Regions from separate parts of the Rattus norvegicus genome. Here region 2 is linked to region 1. A link is a contact called in public Hi-C data. All regions are on one chromosome and are shown on one strand. The core of a region is the stretch at or near the end of the contact, and the rest is flanking DNA. Distances in the headings are between cores, read along the strand shown. Region 1 holds the start of Uvrag (UV radiation resistance associated). Region 2 has its middle 6.3 kb from the start of Serpinh1.

Region 1 (7,868 bases), core at 3,578-6,077:
CTATAGAAATGGACATAGGAGACTCTTTGAAGCTTACAGGCCAGCAAGCTTGGCATATGCCACAGAAAAAACAAGATTTTCCTTCTCAAATAAGGCAGAAGCCACACCTGAGGCTGTCCTATGACCTCCTAGTGCTATGCTCCCTAACTAACACAGAAACAGGAGCACATACACACAGATAAATTTAACAACAACAACAACAACAACAATAATAATAATAATAATAATAATAATAGCTCCAAACCCACTTCTCTCAAAAACAAACAACAACAACAACAAAAAAAAAAGACAAGAAAAAAAGATTCTTCAAGACTATAAAAATTGAGCACAATTAGAAAAGTGAATTTTAAAAACACAAAAATTGCTTCTCGGAAGAAATTAAAGTAGCAATAAAACATGTGATGACACTAACGTTCTAAGGTTGGGCAGGAAAGCTGAGACCATGTGCTTCATATACTGTCCAATCAGCAGTGAGCGAAGCTTTTAAAATATTAGCCAGGCAGTGGTGATGCACACCTTTAATTCCAACACTTGGGAGACGGAGGCAGGGGGATCTCTATGAGTTTGAGGCCAGCTTGGTGTACAGAGTGAGTTCCAGGACAGCCAGGGCTACATTGAGAAACCCTATCTTGGGTAGTAGGGGGAAATATAAATATATATATATATATATGTATATATATGTATGTGTATATATGAAAATTTTATATATATACAATCTAAAGAAATGCACGTTTAAATAACAAATACAGACATGTGTATACACTGTGTGTATGTATGCACTGCACACATATGTCCTCTGAATCAAATAAAATCAGGTTAGAAAACAATGACCAAACCTGGCAAAAAATGTAGAGAAGTAGGCTCTGTTATAATGGTACCACTGTAAATAGGAAGGCCCTTATGATTTTAAATACATAAACACACACAGACGCAGGGAGTAGTAGTACCCACTTTTAATTCTAGCAGCAGAGACAAGCAGAGTTAGCGACCAACCTATTTAGTCAGTTCCAGGCCAGCCAGGACTATGTAGAAATACCCTGTCTCAAATAAATAAACACACCAACACACTGCCTATCTTGTGTTTTCACTGTTCTATCTTTATCCTACAGAACATCACATGTATACAGAGATCCTTCCACATAGCCACCCAGTGCAGTGGAACAGAGATTTGCTGGAAATAGTCCATAAGCCCTTCAACAGGGAGAGTCACAGCGCGCGCGTGTGTGTGTGTGTGTGTGTGTGTGTGTGTGTGTGTGTGTGTGTGTGTGCGCCTGCATGTGTGTTTGGCAGGCGGGATGGCACACACCTGCAATCCTAGCACTCAGGAAGCTCAGACAGGAGTTCCAGAGCAATGTGCACTAAGACCTGTCTCCAAAAAATGGGGTAGGCAGTGTCTCAGGGATGACAGAGAAGGTGTCCACTGCCCTCCACACACATGTGCAGCCAATACACACAAGCACACATACATACACAGACAGATGAAAAGGGTAGACGATGAACATATATCTGGAAGTCTAAGAGAAAGTCTAATGGCTAACCTTTGTCATTTTTTTAAAATGAAAAGGATTAGCCAAGTCAGGAACACTCAATAAGAGGTCTTCAATTTAACATCAAAGAAATCAAAGCCTCGTGCGAGATTAAGTGTTCTTGTGTACTTGTAGGTGAGTTTTCTAAAAGTTCCTATTACAAAACCTTTTTTTAATGTTTTATTTTCTTTTTTTTTAATTTTTTTTTGTGTGTGCATTTGTATTTTGCTTGAATGTATGTCTGTGTGAGGGTGCCAGTCCCCTAGAACTGAGGTTACAGTCAGCTGTGAGCTGCTGTGTGGGTACTCAGAATTGAACTCCAGTCCTCTGGAAGAGCAGCCAGCGCTCTTAGCTGCTGATCCTTCTCTCCAGCCCCTTTTTGATAAATTCTTAAAGGAACGTGTGACCTCCAAGAAGGAGAACAACATAATCACTAAAAACTTCTAAAAATGTCTGCATTCCAAGTATCTGAGAATGCGGTTAGGAGGTTTTGGAGGAGGAAATTCTCAGTTAAGCTTAATATTAATGACATGGTAAATGTCTCTACCACAATAAAAACTAGATAAATGTTTTATCTTGAGATTCCTAAATCCAAGGGAGTTCAGCATGCTCCTCTTGGATGAGCCTGTACTGACTCACTAAATAATGACAAATACCAACCAATAATGAACGAGCAGCACAACTTCAGAGTATATGATGACTTCTTGATTAAACAACAGTTAAACAGAGAAGACCTAGAAACAGGCGACTAAAGATTTGAAGTACCGGTCACACTGAAGGAGTGGGTAGACCATAGCTAGTAGTCAACCATGAAAAGAAAGGTTCCGGGTTAGGTATGTAAATTAAAATAAGGCAAACTAACCAGGGCATGGAGGCACATGCCAGTAGTTCCAGCCAGGTGTAGTTATGCAAAACTCCTAGAAGCTTAGGAAGCATAGGCAAGTTTATAAGTTCAAGGCCAGCCTAGTCTACATAGTGAGCTCCAAGATAATCAAGGGCTATAAAATGAAACCATGATTAAATAATAATAATAATAATAATAATAATAATAATAATAATAATAATAATAATAGGTTTTGGGGATTTAGCTCAGTGGTAGAGCTCTTGCCTAGCAAGCGCAAGGCCCTGGGTTCGGTCCCCAGCTCCGAAAAAAAAAATAATAATAATAATAATATTTAATTTTAAAAAGACAAACTACACATCTTATACACAATTTTGTGGGCCTTCTTGGGAAAACCCAAATCTTTTCTAGAAGCAGATAGGGAAGAAGGCCAATACTGGACTTGTATTATGGTGTAAATTAATGTTAATCAACAAAATGCTTATTTTAAAATATATTTGTTTCCCCAAACTTGTGCATTTTGGTCTAGAGAGAAGAATTAATATCAACTACAGAAGGAATGTGTTTTGTTACATAGGCTGCCTCACAGTTCAAGGATGACGCTCCCAGAAAAAAACTGTAAATAGCATGCCAAGTTCTCACACAACATCCAGCTGCACACTTAGGACACTATACACCAATCCAGAAACTCCACAAACACTGACAAATGGAGTTGAATTGAGTTCACGGGCAGTGCGCCTGAATTATTTCTCCTAGTTTTAAACTGAACCGTTATTACTAGAACAGGCTCTAGTCAGGAAATGATGCATCCTCTTCTCCAACCCGACTTGTTTTCAAAGCTCCCCTAAACTATGCCCATCTAGATTCCTGATTTCTCCTGGCTGCTTCTAACAGTGCTCACTACTGCTTCTCCCAGCAGGCCCTCACACTCCACCTCCCACACATACAAAAATTCACATTAATGCCCAATCCACAACTGCTCTCCCAGCCACCCTCTCATCCTCCACCCTCTCATCCTCTCCTGCGACCTCGAAATTCAATACAAGCCTCACGCCCTTCCAGCTCCTAATATTCTCCATAAACTCCTTCTCCTATGGCACTACAAAACCAGGGCACATGCCTTCTGATCTTTTAAATATTCTCCTGTCACAGAGTCTTGCTTCCCCAGTTAATGCTGCTTCCCTACTCATAGGGCACCGGGTTGGGGGGTGGGGATGAGGGGACAACATCGCTCTTTCCTTTACATTCCTATCCACTCCGAGCCTGGCCCTCTCTCCCACAGCCTCTGCGCTCCGGTGTGGCTCCTTCCTGTCTCTGGCAAAGATGGAAAGTTACAGGAAGGGTCTGAGGGAGGTTGCTCTGTCCTGCGGACCGTGGAGGAGCAGCTGCTCAAGTCTAAAGCAAACTATTGCTGCTGATGCACAAGCTGGAGCCGGACTCTGTATTTGGAAATCCAGCCCCACCAGAAATACTAATAGAGAAGCAATAGCAATAGGCAAGCTTGTTCCTAGAACTGAAAAAGTGGGACAATAAAAACAGTTATCTCATGGAGTTATGACGATTCAATGATCACTTTGCACAGACCCAGATTGGTAACCTCTCCATGACTGACAGTTTCTCCAAGTCCTCTTCAAAGCTAAGGTTCCTGCAGAGTCTCCCCTGAGGGACTGAGGGAGGGCAGTGGAAGATGTACTGATAGGCGGGTGTTGCCAAGAATTTTGTCAGATCCCCAAAGTCAGTGTTCTCTTGTCCTCATACACACACACACACACACACACACACACACACACACACACACACACACACACACACGAGATCCAAAATAGAAATATATACTTCAAATCCTCCTTCCAGTGTGCCATGAGGATCTAAGATTTGAAAGGAAACCCTGACGTCCCAAATACCTTCCTCAGGAGGAGCAGAAGAAAGCACCCCAAAAACGATAGGAGTAAGTACAGAAAACCGACTCCTCGGCGCGGGAGCGAAAGGGAAAGCGCGGCGGCGGACGGCGAGGCGCAGGGTTCCCCGGCGCCTTCCTGAAGGGATGCGGGGGTCTGAGCGCGGGAACGGCCGGGGTGGGGGGGTGGGGGTCCTCTCCCTGTCAGCCCTCTTCAGCCCCGCGAGCCCCGCCATCTCCGCCCCCCGGCTCGCGGCCCGCTCACCTGCTGAGACGGCAGCTCCACATGCAGGGCCCGCGTGGGGGCACCCGGTGTCAGCGCGGCGGACGGGCCCGGGGGTGGCAGGGGCACCGGGCCCCCGAGCGAGGCGCAGGAGCTCATCTGGACCCCTGGGCCGCCGAGCGGCCGGGTGGGCAGTCCTCACGCATCGGCCGCCGCCTCCCGAGCTGTGATTCGCCGAGCCCCTACAGCCTAGAAACGAGGCACCCGGGAGCCCCGGCAGCTCCGCACCCGCTCTGGCCACCGCCGCTAGCTAAGGAAGAGCCATATTACCGCAGTGCAACCCCTCCACCCGGCCCAGAGCTGGCGTCCTCATTGGTTCCGTCCCTGAGAGGGCGGGATCCGGCAGCGGCCAAGGGACGTACTATTGGGCAGCGGGCCCGTCCGTCGTCGGCCGCAAAGGCTAGGGGCGGAGGGACTCTAGGATGGCCTCAATTGCGTCTGTCAAAACCGGGCGAAACTTGAGGCGTAACTTCTCTTTGGCTCAGCCTAATTGGCCCTTTCACTATTGAGGGGTGGGGTCTCTTAGGGGAGCCTCGTGGGCTATTGCTCTAGAGCGCTGTCAGTTGTCGGTGAAACAGGGACGGCGTCTTGATTAGGTAGAGCGCGCGCCTGGGAGCTCGTGTCACGTGCAGAAGTCTGGCAAGTCACCTGATTAGTGAGAGTCAGTCTTCTAAGCCACTTCCGCCCTAACCTAGTTGCTATGGTAACAGAGCCTCCATTGGAGGGCGGAGACCGCCTTGGCACCAGCTGAGTCGAGATGGATGGTCTGTCTTCCCGAAGTGTTCTCATCCTCGTCCAAAAAAGCCGTGCTTTAAGACTGAGAGGGGAAACCGCCACTGAGCAGCGATCTCTGAGACCAGAGGTCCATCGGACAGTCCACCAGCTCTTCAGAGACCCACACAGACCTGCAAGTCCACACCCCTTCTAGCTTCTATAACTAGTAAGCTTAGCCAACAAACTGTGCCAGCCAGTCAAGAGACTATCTCACCTCTGCGGGTGGATTGCTTATGCTCTGCCTAGAAAGCCTTTACTGCTTTGTGACTAACGCTTGCTTAGCCATCATATTTCAGCTACGGCAGGAGTTCTTTCTTCCAAAAGACTTCTCTGGGACTCTGAATTAGGAAACTTGCCTTTACCACAGACCTGCTTATTCTATTGTGTTGTCATTGTTTGTTTACTTGCTTTGTGGGGCAGTGGGGCGGCCGGGCGGGGTGGGGCGGGGGGATGAGACATGGCTGACCTGCTACCCACCATGTAGTAGCTCAGTCCGCCTTGGCTCCCCAGGTGCTGGGATTACAGGAGTGTGCCACCACACCAGCCTCCACATTGTCTTTTAATAGGCATTTAACACATACAGCAGCCACTTTGCCTCCCCGAATTCAAACACTCACACGTGAATTCCTCAAGCAAAGGACCTTGTCTGATTCATCTCCGGATCTCCGCTGCTAGCAGCGAATGGAGATATGAATATGAAGGTACAGCTCAAATGCTCTCCCTTCCCTGAAGACTTCTTGACCATAATAGCAGCTTTAGCCATTGCTTCTATAAGTAGCACTGAGTCATTTCGCAGGATATTGATTCCCCTGTCCTCATAGAGTGTGAATTTCTCCACCACCTGGACTGTTATACCTGAAAGAACACAGTGTTCAGAGAGGCAGACAAAACAGGAAGCAGGCAGTTGGGGATTCTGACTGCTACCTTCTAGTTTGATCGCTGAGCAGGCCAGTTCCCCACTGTCTAGCCATGTGTTGAATAGTACTGGTGTCATTGTGGGGGATAGGTGGGCCAATATATGAAGACCCCAGCATATAATAGATGGACTTAAAATCTTTTACTGAGTGGGAGAGTGTGTATATATAGCTCAATGACTGAATAGATGTCAAGTATTCACAAGAACTTGGGTTCAGTCCCTAGCACTGTTTAAAAAAAAATGATGTGTAGCTGGGCATGGTGGACTCCCATCACTTGGAGGCAGAGGCAAGTGGATCTCTGTGTTCAATGCCAGCCTGGTCTACAGAGTGAATTCCAGGACAGCCAGGGCTACACAGAGAAACCCTCTCTCAACAAACAAAGTATGTGCACATGCTTGTGTGTGTGGACACATTTGTGTACACAGGTATGCATGCATATATGAGTGTGTGTGCAGAAGTCAGAAGTCAATCTCGAGTATTGTTCCTCAGGAGCCATCCACCTTGGTTTTTATGATGAGACTCCCTCACTAGCCTGAAATTTACCCGGGCTAGCCAGTGAGCCCTGTGGATCCCCTTGTCTCTGGGTTTAGAGGTAAGCACTGCTATGCCCAGCTTTTTTTTTTTATCAGGATATTGGGGCTGGAACTCAGATCCTGGTGGTTGAACAGAAAGCACTTTACCAACTGAGCTATCTCCCTAGCCCTTCCCCCTTCATAAAATAAAAGGTAAGCATATTAAATGTCAGAGGAAAATGAGTTGCATCTGACCTTAGAAATTAATTGCTTTGACGTCACAGTCTCTTATTTTGAGCAGTTCCTCGTGGCTGGAGCCTCAGCGTGGGGTCAGGTGTCTGTCGAGAAGTGAACACTTGGGAAATTCCAACTCATACCTAGTTCAAGCCACACAATGCCAAGATCCAGTGGAATTTCACAGAAAACATTTCTGTTTCTAAACTGTGCCTGCTTGCCAAGGCTGCCATATCAAATTACACAGGCTTGGTCGCTGAGAACAACAGAAATGTGTTCTCCCACAGTTCTGGGTGTCGTCTCTCCTTGCTTTTCCAGCGTCTGGTGGCTCAGATCCTTGGCTGCATAATTGCAGTCTATGACTCCTCCTAACATTCTCCCTCTTCCTGTGTCTTCCTTCTCCTCCAGGGGCATTTGACATTGGCTTTAGATGCCCTACTCATACTTCATCTGGGGATCCTTCATAAAGCCAGGCAGGGTAGCTTATGCCTGTTGTAGCAACACTCAGGCAGTTGCCATGAATGGAGTGGACTACACAAAGTTCCAGGCCAGCACGGGCTGCAGTATAAGACCCTATCTCAAAAAGCGCAAGAGAGAAGGAAGAGAAAGGAAGGGGAGAGGAGAAGAAAAAAATATGTAAATACCCCTTTTTTTCCAAATATGGTTTTTGGCCAATGACACAAGAAAAAGTGAAACTATGGGCCAGTGAAATGGCTCAGAGGATAAAGGTGTTTGCTGCCAAGGCTGAGGATCTGAGTTCTATCCCTGGAACCTACAAGGCAGAGGGAGAGAACTCACTCTCATAAGTGATCCCTTGACTTGCATGTACACACCTATAGCATGGAGGAGCTCACACACATACACATACATACATACATACATAC
Region 2 (7,868 bases), core at 3,742-6,241, 220 kb after region 1:
AGGGCATGCTGAGAGGGTTATGACTTCCCCATTGGCAGAAGAAGGTAAACTGGGGCTCCCTTTGTTAGACAAATCCAGAACCCCAGTAGGAGTAGGAGAAAAGTAGAGACAGAAGCCCCCCATTTGCAGTTAGTGAAGCTGAAACCGGGAGTAGGGTGCAGGGCTGGGGCCCCTGCAGCTTCACAGATCCCTTGTGTGGCTCACCTGGCCAGAAGCCTCTTCTATGCCTGTCAGGCTGCAGTGCCTGCTGGGTGTCTATGCTCTCACCCAGATAGTGAATGCCTCTGGGGACTTTGAAAAGGTCCCTCTGGGTCCCTAGCTCCCAGACAAGGGTCTGGCATAAAAAAAAAAAAAGGGTGAAAGGTTTAGCCAGGCTGACAAGGGACGCGTGGGAAGAGGCTGACTCAATCTCCTTGGAAAAGAAAAGGCCATGGCTCCTTTAAATTTCCAACATCAGCAAAAAAATGTCGAAAGCCTTGGCCACGTTATTCTTAGTTCAGAGCCCAGCCCCACACTGGGAGCCCTTCCCCCACATTCCAGGCAGCTCGCTCCAGAGAAAGCCTCTTTTGAAGGGAGTGGGAGGAGATTCAAACAGGTCTCCTGCGTTTCATGCCTGGATTTCTCTAGTGTCTGCCACTCTGCTCCCGCCACCCTGGCCTGCCCAAGGACAGGAGTCCAGCTCGGTGTCCTCAAGGTCCAGGAGCATGGCAATGGGAACCAGAACTCCTTCCAGTCCACTCCATCCACACTTGCCAGAAAGGGAAACTGAGTCCCACGGGGGGGGGAGGGGTATTGCCTTGGGTATCAAAGCATGTCTGCACTGGAACTGAGCTGGAGACCATGCCCTGAGCCCTTCCCCACTCCAGCACCCTCATTCTTTTCTTTTCTTTTTCTTTTTTTCCGGAGCTGGGGACCAAACCCAGGGCCTTGCGCTTCCTAGGCTAGCGCTCTACCACTGAGCTAAATCCCCAACCCCCAGCACCCTCTTTCTGATCCTGCCTTAAGTGGGGCCCAGATTGGCCAGAGAGTGTAGAAATTGCTTCTTTGGGTCCCTGTGACCAGATTTTGCCTTCATAGATCAGACACTGGCCTGGCATTTAAGTGTCTACACTGCCCATGGCTTTTCAATCCTATCTGATTCTTCCAGACTGTGAACATGTTTCCATTTTAAGCAGCCTAGGGGAAACGAGACCGTGAAAGGCTCCAGCAAGGCTCACAGCAGACAGGAAAGGAAGACACAGAGCCAGAGACAAAGGAGAGAACATTTGTCCCAGACCCTGGGATGGTCCCCTCAGGCTGTTTCTATTTGGAAGAGGATGTGCAATCCCCTTCCTTGGCTTGAAGAAGCCGCCTTCGGAGGCAGGGCCTACAGACAACCACTCTGTGACAGTTGTCCGGAGGCCAAGTGAGCTCTTAGTCCAAGCGTGAGTCAGGAATTCTGCAATCTTTAACCCTCCCAAGAACGCTAGAGCCTTCCATCTAAGGGAGCTGGGCTGCAGGCTGCCCCAGGGAGAGAGAAGTGGTGGGGGAGGAGTGGCAGTGGTGATGAAGACCGGGAAGATCCCTTCCCCTCCTCCCAGAGCAGGCCCCACTCCCAGCCATCTGCACTGAATCAGGAACTCTTGTGCCCTCACCCACACCTATGACACAGTACCCAAGGGGCCCAAGGCCACTGGGTGCCACAGAGACATATGTGGGTCAACGTGGCCATGCAATATACACAGTATTCAAGACGTCTGGGCACACACATCTATTTGCATGTAACTGTCTGGAAACCCAAATATACTACATGAGATATACATGTGTGTGTGCAATGCTGGAGGGCACATAGGCTGGCTCTTTGCCTTTTTCCAGCTCTTCCCACTTGGGGAAAGGCCAGGACTCTTAAGATTGGACACAGAGATCAACATGGCCCTGTCACTTCTCTCCCTTCTCCTCCTTTCTCCTGAGTGGTGTACATTCCCTGGAATAACAGTGATGACGAGGTTGGCCACAGAATTGTCTTCCTTGTCATAGCATCTCTGATATGCAAAAAGGAGCTATGACCTGTGCTCACCCCACTCCCCGATGTGCCTGGTGGAAGCATCCTAGTGTTACCAAGTACAAGGGTCTCATCCTGGCTCTGCTGCTGCCTGGCTAGGTGCTCATGACCCTGTCTCTCTCACTGGCTACACTGCTGTGTCAAGGAAACCCAGGTCAGGATCTCCAGCTCACATCCTGCTCACCCTTACAGGCTGTCACCCTGCTCTCCCTTGAGGAACTGCCAATGACCTTTCTTGCTCTGTCAGTCTGAACGTTCACAAAAGTTTTATGGCGTGTGTGTGTGTGTGTGTGTGTGTGTGTGTGTGTGTGCGCGCGCGCGCGCGCGTGCATCTATTCCCCATCCAGTCCCTCCACAGATCACCTATTAACCTGGGAGAACCACTAACCCAGTGGTTCTCAACCTGTGGTTCTGGATGCCTTAGGGGAAGGAGGTTGGTTGACTCTTTCACAGGAGTCATGTATCAGATATCCCACACATCAGATATCTACATTACGATTTGTAACAGTAGCAAAATTAGTTATGAAGTAGCAGTAAAATAACTTTATGGTTGGGGGGTCACCGCAACATTAGGGTGGCAGCATTTGAAAGGTTAAGAATCACAGCATTAACCTCTGCAGTTCAGCTCCACATCCTTACCCATCGTCACCTGGATGGATCAGAGGATCCTGTTTGAAAAGAGAAGGAAGCTCGTCCACCCTCCTGACTGGAGGGGAAATGAGTACATTTGCAGCTGGAGTTTGTAGCCCAGTGGCACAGCTCTCGCTTACCAAGGCCCTTGGTTTAGTCCTTAGCAAAGGAGAAAGGGAAGGACAGAAATGAAGACCAAAGAAAGGAAGGTTTTACACAGATGGGGGTGGACACATCCCACAAGAGAGTAGGGTACAAAGCACGTCCTTGCTTCTGCATGGGGGCCGCCCTAGAAGGTCACTGAGAAACACCGACCTGGCCCATCGGCCATCTCTGCGGATGGACAGTGAAGCGTGATGGGCAAGACCCTCACCTCACACTGGTCATGAATTTGGGGACTGTGTTAATATTTTATCCAGCCATAGACTTCGAAAATATGAAATGATGGGGAAAATTCACTATTAGGAATTGATCTCGTAGAAAAGATTTTTGCATATAGCAAATGTATCTAGAACTTTTTAAAAAAGATTTATTTATTTTATGTATGTGAGGACACTGTCGCTGCCCTCAGATACACCAAAGAGGGCATCAGATCCCATTATAGATGGTTGTGAGCTACCATGTGGTTGCTGGGATTTGAACTCAGGACCTCTGGGAGAGCAGTCACTGCTCTTAACCACTGAGCCATCTCTCCAGCCCCAGAACTTACTTTTAAAAATGTTCACCCACGACTTTTTTTGTAGTGGCTAAATATTGGAGAAAAAGATTGAGCATGGGGTTGCAAGCTTTTGAACCTAGGAGTCAGAAAGAGGCAGGCAGCTCTCTGTGAGTTCAAAGCCAGACTATTCTATATAGTGTGCTCCAGATCAACTGGGCTCCATAGTGAGACCCTGTCTCAAACGAACAAACTGGAGACAAAGTCAGAGAGTATTGTCAATGTCAGCACCAGAGCAGAGCCCTTCAAGCCCGGGCTGAGAACAACAGCTTGGTGGATTGGTGGGCGAAAAATAGGAAGTTTGTAAAACTGTGCTTGTGAACATTCCACGTCCAGAGCTTTATCAGCAAAGATGTTCATACGTCACACAAACAAAGCTAACTACAGCTACTGTTTGATTTCCAGTTGATTATGAAAGTATTTTGTGCTAGGTAAAGATCTGAGTTTGTTTACTTTTTGTTTGTTTTGAGACAGGGTCTCACTATGTAGCCCTGTCTGGTCTGGAACTCATTATGTAGACAAGGTTGGCCTTGAACTCAGATATCTGCCTTTTTCTGTCTCTCAGGTGCTGGGATTATGATGTACTGCCACACCCAGCCTTGTGAGTTTGTTTACTTTTTAATACATCTTTATTGTAAGCAGTTAATAAACTATACATACATTACATACATACATGCATACACACATACATGCATACATACATAGATATATACATATATGAATGTATATAGCATTCACAGAGAAAGGCTCAGTAGTATTCTTAAGTGACTTAAGTATTCTCTGGAGACGAATCTGTATCACCTCTTCTCCTTTTCTCTGCTCCAGAGCTTTTTCAATAGCATGTACTTTTTAATCACCTCAAAACATCAATAAAGTAAATTAAAAACCAACAACACCAGCCAATGGGAAGCCATGCTTTAGCCTAAACAGGTCCGGGGAGGAAGCTGGAGAAGCCTCTGGCCTTTGGAGTCCCCTTGAAAAGAATTACTTCACTGCAGCCCTGGTGGAGGCGAAAGGTCCCTCCCGCCAGAGCTGGCTTTTCTCTCAGCCCAGGCTAAGGCATGGAGAGAAGAAGGTCAGGGAGATGTCACAGAGAAGGAGACGAAGTAACCCAGAGCAAGAGGCCAGAGCTTTGACTGGCAAGAATGCAGAGTTAGGGAATGTGTGGTGGTGGGTTGGGCCTGGAAACCATGAAGGAGAAAGGCCTTGCTAATATGTGGCCTCCTCGGGGAGGAGGTGGTCCTTTCCCTGAGATGGAGACTGGGTAGGAAGCCCTGTGGGAGGCAGTGGGCTCCCATCATCCCCAGGAAGGCAAACTACAAGGCTAGAAGGCTCCGAGCGCAGGAAGCTGAGGCTGAGGCTGGAGACCATGTGGGATGCTGTATAAAGCAGTTGCTTCCCCTGTTCCTCCTCCTGGGCTGAGAAGGCCGTGGGTGGACCAGGTTGCCTGAGTGATCCTTGGTGGGTGGGGTGGGCCAGGGCTGGGGTCTGTACACTCGTCTGGCTTTTATTGGCTGTCAGGACCGGCGCTGCACAGAGACAGGCCAAGCTGATGCAACGTGGGCCTATCATTGCAGGCCCTGTGGAGGGGATGCAGCTGTGCTGGCCGCTGCCCAGCGGTTCCAGCAGGGAGGTGGGGAATGGCTCTCAAGGAAGGCTGGAGCCTGGGACTGCAGCCCAGCCTGGCCCAAAGGCTGACTGTTCTCCATTGCTCTGACTCAGGAGGGAAACACGCCTTTCATGGAAGCACCCAGATCCTTGCCTCTCTCTCTCTCTCTCTCTCTCTCTCTCTCTCTCTCTCTCTCTCTCTCTCTCTCTCTCTCTCTCTCTCTCTCTGTGTGTGTGTGTGTGTGTGTGTGTGTTCACCATAGGGAAGGAGACCCAGCTGATGCTGGACTACAGCTGTTTCTCATGGCTCAGCACTCGCTGGATCAGCTGAGAAGGAGGGTAAAGGAGAAGTCTAGGGAGCAAGGCCAGGGCCATCTGCCACCTCTTGTGTGGGGGACTTTGGGCAGGTCCCCATCTGAGACTTAGGACCCACATCTTCATTGCTGGAAGAGTTATGAAAGAAAACTCAGAAGCCAGGAAGGAAAGGGAGGGAGATGCTCCAAAGGGCACCGTGGACCAGTCTGAGCCTTGAAAGAAGACCAAGACAAAAAACAGGATTCCCCCTCTTCCCCCTCCTACACTTCCTCCTCCCCCTCCTCCTCCACTTGGTCCTCCTCTCTTTTCCTCTTTTTGTATATTTTTTTTTCAGACAGGGTTTCGTGTATTCTGAGCTGGCCTCAAACTCGCTATATAGCTGAGGGATGACCCTTGAACTTCTGATCCCCCTGCCTCAACTTCCCAGGTGCTGGGATATAAGGTGTCACCTTGTCAGTTTTAAAGAGGTGTCACATGACATCTGCTTTCCTGTACACACACCCCCCCCTTGTGTCTTCCCTGCTGTGTGGCTTCAAAGGAACTGTTTCTTCTAGCAGCTGGGGAATGACTCTTGTGCTTTGAAATCAGGCCTCTGCTTGGGTTTGTGGGTTACACCAGAGGGCACCAGCAGGCTCCTGTTGGCTTCTTCGTGGCTCTGTCTATAAGTTCATTACTTTGTTGATTCTCCCCAGGCCCTAGGCAGAGCCTTTGAGGTATTGGGAGATGAGGAAGGGAGAGCTGGATACATAGTAGCTGGGGCTGAGGGATCTTGTTCAGCAGCCAAGGGGTCCAAAGGCTACATCAGTGCTCAGGGTGGGTCCAGAACCCACATGGAGTTCCGAGGAAGCTTTGAGGAGCAGTCAGAGCCTTTGAATGCCTTAGGGCTCACACTTCCCAGAAAGGTACTGAATGCCCCTCCTGATCCCACCTCTCAAATCACTGATGCAAGCCTCAGGGTCACCATGAAGTGAGAAGAATAATGGTCTCCCCGCCCCTACACACACACACACACACACACACACACACACACACACACACACACATGCACTTACACTTGTGTAAGTGTGCACTCACTCATGTGTGCCAGGACACACTTGTGGAGGACAGAGGATAACTTGCAAGAGGCAGTTCTCTCCTCCCACCGTGTAGGTCCCAGGGATGGAACTCAGGCTGTCAGGATTGGCAGCAAGCAACAGGGTTTTGAGGTTTTGGGTTTTGTTTATGGTTGTTTGCTTTGTTTTGTTTCTTGAGACAGGGTTTCTCTATATATTCCCGACTGTCTGGTAACTCACTTTGTAGACCAGGCTAGCCTGAGCTCACAGAGACCCACCTGCCTCTGCTTCTACAGTGCTGGCATGCACCATCATGCCCAACCCAAACCCAAGGTGTCTGTCTGTTTCCCAGTTGCTTTGAGGAACGTAGTAAAGGAAAACGAAACAAACCACTGGCGTGAGATGGTGTATAAACTGGGCAGCTGCATGTCTGTCCCAGGACACATCGTCCCCCTTCCCTTGCTCTCCCCTTCCTTTCTAACAGCTCAGATACTCTCTTCTGCCCTTCCAGAGTCTGCCCTTCCAGAGTCTGGGATGGGGGAATCCTTCCAGTCAGCCAGAAAGCCTCCCATCCCTGAGCACTGAGTATGAGCACGTCCCTGCACGTTCTTTGTTTGCTTCTCTCTTCTTGACAGTGTAGCAAATGTGCTCTGAGGATGCCCTGTGGACCAGGCGCTGTTCTAGGGCCTGGAGAAGAGTGAGCGGACCCGACCTTTGCTTCCAGGGCCTCCGAGCTGGTCGTGAACTGAGAAACAAGCACGATATAGCAAAACTAGGAGGGAGCACAGGCAAATGGAGGAAGACAGAAAGATCTTGAGTTACACTGGCCATCGAATAGCAAAATACCATCTGCCTGTCCTGTGGCTGTTTGTCTCAAATTTAAGTGGCTGTACTCTCATGGTTCCAGAGATTGGAATGCTAAACATGGCATGAGAGTGTGTGTGTGTGTGTGTGTCTGTCTGTCTGTCTGTCTGTCTGTCTGCCTGCCTGTCTGTCTGTGTTTATGTGTTATTTTTTTTCTTAATGCTATGACAAAATAATCCAGGAAAGACAACTTAAGGAAGGAAGGGCTTCCTTTGGTTGTGATGTGAGGGATACAATCCACTACGGTGGTGAAGTCATCGCAGCAGGTGTGTGGGGCAGCTGGTTCTGTGTTCACAGTCAGGAAGGAGAAAGGTGGGGAGGAAGGAAGAGAGGAGGAGAGGGAGGGAGGGAAGGAGAGATAGGGATAAATAGAGGGAGGGGGTTGTGCTCAGCTCACTTTTCTCTTCTCTCTTTTTCTAAGCCCAAGTTTCCTGCCCATGAGATTATTCTGCCCACAATACTCATGTATCTCCTAGGTGACTCCAAATCTAGTCTAATTGATAATAAAATCAGCCACCACATTGTCCTTTCCAGTCCCAAAGTCCCTATGGTTCTGTTCTGCTCTGAGCCTCTGCCTCAGCCTTCGGAACCAGCATCACAGCCGGTGGTGGTGGGGTTTTAGTCTCAGTACTCGGGAGGCAGA

What was found. Hi-C and Micro-C count contacts between places; a contact is called where the count stands out from the background.
Region 2: a Hi-C map of mammary epithelial cells shows a contact between it and region 1, with 2.4 times the contacts expected there. The contact joins the enhancer-like site here to the promoter of Uvrag in region 1.

The regions. Positions count from the first base shown.
Region 1 is chr1:162,849,521-162,857,388 of GRCr8, forward strand. It overlaps Uvrag (UV radiation resistance associated), which reads right to left and starts at 4,828. Exons shown (of 15, transcript NM_001401542.1): 1 at 4,530-4,828. The coding sequence starts at 4,646. It overlaps LOC120099889 (a long non-coding RNA gene), which reads left to right and starts at 4,117. Exons shown (of 4, transcript XR_010060697.1): 1 at 4,117-4,315; 2 at 5,258-5,487.
Region 2 is chr1:163,065,345-163,073,212 of GRCr8, forward strand. No RefSeq gene overlaps it. Among named protein-coding and RNA genes, the nearest start is that of Serpinh1, 6.3 kb to the left of the region's middle. Within about 2 kb of position 4,992, at least 73 of the 93 cell types and tissues checked have an H3K27ac peak or open chromatin away from gene starts, as enhancers often do.